2 separate regions of the Sus scrofa genome follow, and region 1 is linked to region 2. The links are chromatin contacts, called in public HiChIP or PLAC-seq maps. All regions are on one chromosome and are shown on one strand. The core of a region is the stretch at or near the end of the contact, and the rest is flanking DNA. Distances in the headings are between cores, read along the strand shown.

Evidence for each region. HiChIP or PLAC-seq counts read pairs in DNA pulled down with a chosen protein or histone mark.
Region 1: an H3K27ac HiChIP or PLAC-seq map of skeletal muscle shows a contact between it and region 2, with 14 times the contacts expected there. The contact joins two enhancer-like sites. A contact is called at or near these places in 1 of 47 Hi-C or Micro-C datasets (fetal heart ventricle) and 1 of 2 datasets of contacts at active chromatin or transcription factors (skeletal muscle).

The regions. Positions count from the first base shown.
Region 1 is chr6:156,981,884-156,984,669 of Sscrofa11.1, forward strand. No RefSeq gene overlaps it. Among named protein-coding and RNA genes, the nearest start is that of USP24, 240 kb to the right of the region's middle. Within about 2 kb of position 1,273, at least 17 of the 83 cell types and tissues checked have an H3K27ac peak or open chromatin away from gene starts, as enhancers often do. A contact at or near this core is called in skeletal muscle, where this site is marked.
Region 2 is chr6:156,123,627-156,126,402 of Sscrofa11.1, forward strand. The region is part of intron 1 of LOC102158676 (a long non-coding RNA gene); the gene reads left to right. Among named protein-coding and RNA genes, the nearest start is that of PLPP3, 320 kb to the left of the region's middle. Within about 2 kb of position 1,350, at least 15 of the 83 cell types and tissues checked have an H3K27ac peak or open chromatin away from gene starts, as enhancers often do. A contact at or near this core is called in skeletal muscle, where this site is marked.

The DNA.
Region 1 (2,786 bases), core at 23-2,522, 860 kb after region 2:
CAGAAATAGGTGAAAAACTTCATTTCGGAAGCAGAAATAATCAAAATCAGGGTATTCAGCAGGGTGAGGGATGGGGCAGACAGGCAACTTGGCTATTCCCCTAGACAGTCATTCAGTTAAAAAATGTTGTGCATCTGCGCCTGGCTTTGTATTACGTTCTAGAGTTTCAGTGGTAAACCGGTTCAGTTCCTGGCCTTATGGTGCTTATAATGCAGTCAAGGAAATAGGCAAATAATCACGCAAATAGGCAAATGAGTATACATTATGGAAAGTGTATACTCATCTAAGAAGTATCACGGGTGGAAAAGTGACATTCATGCTGAGACAAGAGACAAGATAGATGGGCTGCCCAAATGAAGGATGGATGGGCAAGAGCTCCAGACAGAGGGGGAGGCACATGCAAAGTTCCTGCTGCGTGAAGGAGTCTGGACGTTCAAGGACCTGGAAGAAGGCCAGTGGGACAGAGGGGCAAGAAATGAAGCTGGCGAGGCAGGCACAGGCCAGATCATTCAGGACTCTGGGGGCAGAGCATGTGGGAAGAAGACTAATAGGGGGCTGGAAAAGGAAGTCAGAGACAAGTTTTGAATGTCATGCTTAAAAGGGGTACTTCATCTTTGATGCACAAGATGCCTCAGTATCTCGGGAGCCAAGACAGAGCCTTGAGCGTGTCACTTTAGAGATGAGAAATAAAAACAGCCCAGACAGTATAGGTTTGGTGGGGTGGGTATGGGGAGATGTGCAACGTTCAGAAGGTGGGCCAAATGGCCAGCCAAAAGGTTCCAGCCTGGAAAGAGTTAACCCCTTCCTGCCCTTGATATCTTCATCAACCTCAGCACCCTGCAAAATAATAAGCTATCATTTATCAGCGTTCTGCAAGGTAGCATTTAAAACTGAGGCAAGGCAATAAATCAGGCACATATAATTTGAGCCCTGAAGTATAGTAATTTTTCTTTTAATGCAACATCTGGTACAGATAATACAATGTGCGGGGGGGAGGGAGGAAGGGAGCCAGGAATGCGAGGCAGGGCTCTCATTATTGGGCAGGCAGTGCTGGAAGCCTGATTTCCCTCCCATCCTTCCAGCAATGCCGTGGACTTTAAAAAGGAGCCTTATTATTATTCCCTCGGCTGGCCAAAGGGAAATCGAGTTAATTATAGACTTGTTTGCCGGTTATTAATTAAACCCCGGCTAAACATAAAAACACAGGGGAAGTGCCACTTCCCGCTCCGTGCTTCCAGCCTCTCAGAGCTGAGGAGTGACGTCCCTGCCTTCGCAGTCCGATCCGTGTCCTGTTTCCTCTGCGGATTTTCTCAGGAGGGTCCCAGGGCCTTTGCCCTGCATGCAAACAAAACCTTATTTTTAGCTAAGAAGGAACACAAAATTGAAAGCTCTGGAACAGCAGGCAGACAATAGGAGGAAGCTTGCAGACACTGACTGGTCATGACACCCAGGGTTTGGGGCAGCCACACCCACCTGCATCCTGCAGTTCCCAGGCTCACCAGCATCCCTGGTCCTTGGTCGGATGCTCCAGCTTCTCCTGCACACTTGCTATGGGGCAGCTCTATGTGGTGACTAGAAGAACAGGCTTTGTGGCATAAAACCAGAGCTCCAAACTTGCCTCCGCTCACTAGCTCCTTGACCTTGAGCCCTCTCTAAAATGGAAATGCTAACAGCACCCCTTCCCAGGCGTGCTGTGAACTTTAGATGCCATGAAATTTGTCAAGCACTCAGCAGGTGCCTGGCACATGGTTGCTAAGATACATAGTTTCCTTTCCCTCACTCTTCCAGGATGACAGCTTTCATCCCTGGATCTTCCACAAAAATGTCAAATACTAGAAAGCCATGTGACCTTGACATCCCTCAAAACCTTTCTAAGCCTCAATTTTCTCATCTTCAAAATGGGAGCAAGGACAGTGTTTACCAGGGAGGATCCCTGGAAGCATTAAATTAGATAATGGGAGCAACCGAGTGCCTGGCTCTCACCAGATGCTTAGTATATGTTAGTGATGAAATTATCTGAAAACAATCCTATGAATAATTACAGATTAGATTCTCATACCACTATCTGTGGCATAAAAAAGAAGGTGATTGATCAAAGGGAATCACACCAAACTGGTCACATTTCCTACAGGAGCTAAGAAGCTGAATTACCAGATCAAGAGCATTCCACGAACAGTGTTCCAAGTCATCATAAGAGAATTTGCTAGATTCCTTGGCAAAATTTAGCTGGACCATCAACCTAGCCTCCTCAGAATCGTCCAGTGGGCCATGGAGAGCTGTGGCCATCGCTGTCTGATTAGCCTTAACCATGCTATTCCTTGGATGGGAATAGCCAGGCAGAGAGCCCACTGACCACCAGTGATTTCCTTCAAACCAAGATTTCTCAATGCTGCTAGTCACATAGAAAAAAACAGAAAGCATTCCAGTGAAATCTGCCAATGAAACAAAACTTGAGGGAATGATTCATGTGACTTTCAGGCTCCATGTGCCATGGTCTTTGCACTTCTCTGTACTCCCGGCCAAACCAGGGACTGTTGAGTCAGCATGACATCTTCCCAACCCCCACCCACTAGAGCAGGTGTGGGCAACCTGCCCTGGCACTGGCTTTGTGAGCTGGGTTCACAGATATTCATTAGCATACAGCTGAATTCAAACAATGTCTACTTCTCATATTTTTTTATCATTTTAAATGTGTCATTTCCCTTTTCCACCCACCTCCTAGCTGCAATCCTTACACTCAGATTTAAGTTCTAGTTCTGCAGCTAAGATCTCGAGAATATAAATGC
Region 2 (2,776 bases), core at 100-2,599:
GCACCAGTATTTGGATAACTGGATGTGTTGTCACTGTGTGTGGTCTCGTGTGGGCCTTATTGTGAAATGAAATAGAGCATAAAAAACAAGCAAGCAAATAAACAAATACGTGGGACTCACATTTGCATAATGCTTTATGGTGGAGGAAATCATTTCCTATAGATTATCTCAGTGGTTATAGCATCCTCATTTCAGAGATAAGGAAAGAGAGTGACTTTGCTCAGGGTTGCCCAGCCTGTAAGAGGGTCTGGGGTGGGCTTCAATCCAGAGCAGGGGATTGTGGATCACGCAGGTCCTGGGCATAAAGCTTGTCTTGCTCACTCATGAGTCTCATTAAAATTCAAGTTCCTCCTTCCTAAAGTGGCAATAATAATAGAAGCTAGGGGAGTTGTACAGATCAAGAGAGTTTACAAAGGATCCACAATACTTGATGAGTAAATTAATATACATCTTGACTCTGTAGGAAGTTATGCAATGTATGTCAGGTTGTAAGAAAGCCCTGGAATTCCTTGTGTGTTCCTGACCACGCTCATTCTCCCCTAACTTTCTGCTCATTTGCTGCTTTCCTCTAGTTCTTACAGTTGCTAAGATCCTTAGTTCTTGCCACGTGGACTTTATTTCATGATTCTTGGCCTTGCTTTGGGCTTGCACTCTCCCCGAGCCCTCGCTCCAAGACTTGTTCTTTTGCTGAGTTGGAAAACTTTTTTTTCTCCTCTTGCACAACTTCTCTGATTCCACAGCTGTGACACTACACCTGGCAGGGAGTTCTGCTGGGGAGACTGGCTTGGGGGCCTCAGCCAGGAACACAGAGACCTCACTGCCTTGGCCTGGCAGGGAGTACCTTCCTCTGATTCTAGGCAATGCACAAGAGAGGACCTGCATCATTCCAAAGCCAACATTTTTCAGGCATTGGACAATTTGATGGTGAAGTTCACCACCCTCCTCTCCTCCTCCCAATCTGGCCTGGCTCATTGGGATCTGTCAAGTGGCCTTGGGGCCAGAAGGACGGCCAAATTGGGTAATTTTCTCAGAAAAGGGCTATAAAGATGAGGCTTTCCAATGTGCTTTCAGCATGAATCATAAGTCACAGGCATCAGGGCCAATGTGAAGCACATGTCTACCACGTGGGGGGGGGCGGGGCAAAGCAAGGCCGTGGTTAGGTGGGACATTTCCTTCGTCAGTTTCAAAGGCGAGTTCTGCACCTGTGAATTTTTAGTGATTGTTTTAGGTATTTTCATCAGCTCTTTAGATTGAATTCATATTAATGTTCATTCAGCAAAGAATGATTGGGCTTTGAAACAGATATGGTCTTGGCAGTCGAGTTGGAAAAACAGACGTGTAGAGTGACAATTACAATACAGTGCAAGGAGGGCCGTGGTGAGGAAAGTTCAGGGTGCTAGGGATGCAGCGTGAAACACCCTCAATCCGGGCTGGGGGGCGGGGTGGAATACAGGGTGGCAGGTGTTGAGGAACCCTTGTCAGGGGGGTTTCTCATGTAGCTGAGATCTAAGGGAGGAGTAGAAATGAGCTACTTGAAGGAGGGACATGAGGCAGAATCCAAGGGAGGACACAGCCTATGCTGGGTTCTGGAGCTGCGAGAACACAGCTTGATTGAGGAGCAAGTGTAATTTCCCGTGGGCCCCGGACGGAGTGCGCACAAGTGAGAGAGGAAGGGTTTCACCTCCGGCTGCTTTCTCTCTCTTCATGCTCTGGCTCTTGTCCGGATTAGCTTTGCATGAACAAAATGTACTCAGTGGGGAACTATATCCAATCTCCTGAGATAGACCATGATTGGGGAAAAAAAAAAAAAGAATGTATAGGGAGTTCCTGTTGTGGCTCAGCCTGTTAAGAACCTGACTAGTATCCATGAGGATTGCAGGTTTGCTCCCCAGCCTCACTCAGTGGGTTAAGGATCTGGCATTGCCAAGAACTGTGGTGTAGGTTGCAGATGCAGCTTGGGTCTGGCATTGCTGTGGCTGTGGTGTGGGCTGATCCCTAGCCTGGAAATTTCCATATGCTGCAGGAAATTCCATATGCCCTAAAAAGACAAACTATAAAATAAAAAAGAATGTATATGTATGACTGAGCCACTTTGCAGCAAGAATTGGCACAACATTGTAAACCGACTATACTTTAATAAAAAATAAAATTTAAAAATAAAATGGGAAGATTAAAAGAAAAAATATGCTCAAAAATGTGTGTCAGGTGAGAAATTCCTTACAATCATAAATTCCTATGTTCTTAAATTTCTGGTGGGACTTTAAAAGCCACTCATTCGAGCTCCTCCTTTTGGTTCTGTCATTCATTCTCTGCTTGTCTCTGTTTCCCCCAGTGGTCTGAGCCCAATCATTCACTTCTCATGCACAATACAACTCTAAATCCTTCTTGTGCCTTCTTAGGCTCTCTGCATTCTCACACCCCCTCTCCTGCCATGCCTGCTACCACACTGACCCTTCACGTACCTCTTCTACCCACACTGGCCTCAGACTTGACCTTAAAACATGCTGCCCTGGGGCAGATGATCCTTTTCTCTAACTTAGATGGTTGGCATTGCTGCCGCCTTTGAACCAGATATTCCCTCTGCCTGGAGTCCCTTACACCCTGGTAGCTGCCTACTCTTTCATTTCTTTTGAGTCTTTTCACCAAGGTTGCCTTCTGTTAGAGACCTTGTAGGAACACTTCTTAAAATATCACCTATCATTTCCCTCCAAGACACAAAGCATGCTCTATCCCTCTTTGTGCTTTAAATTTCTCCAAAGTCTTTTTCACCATCCCT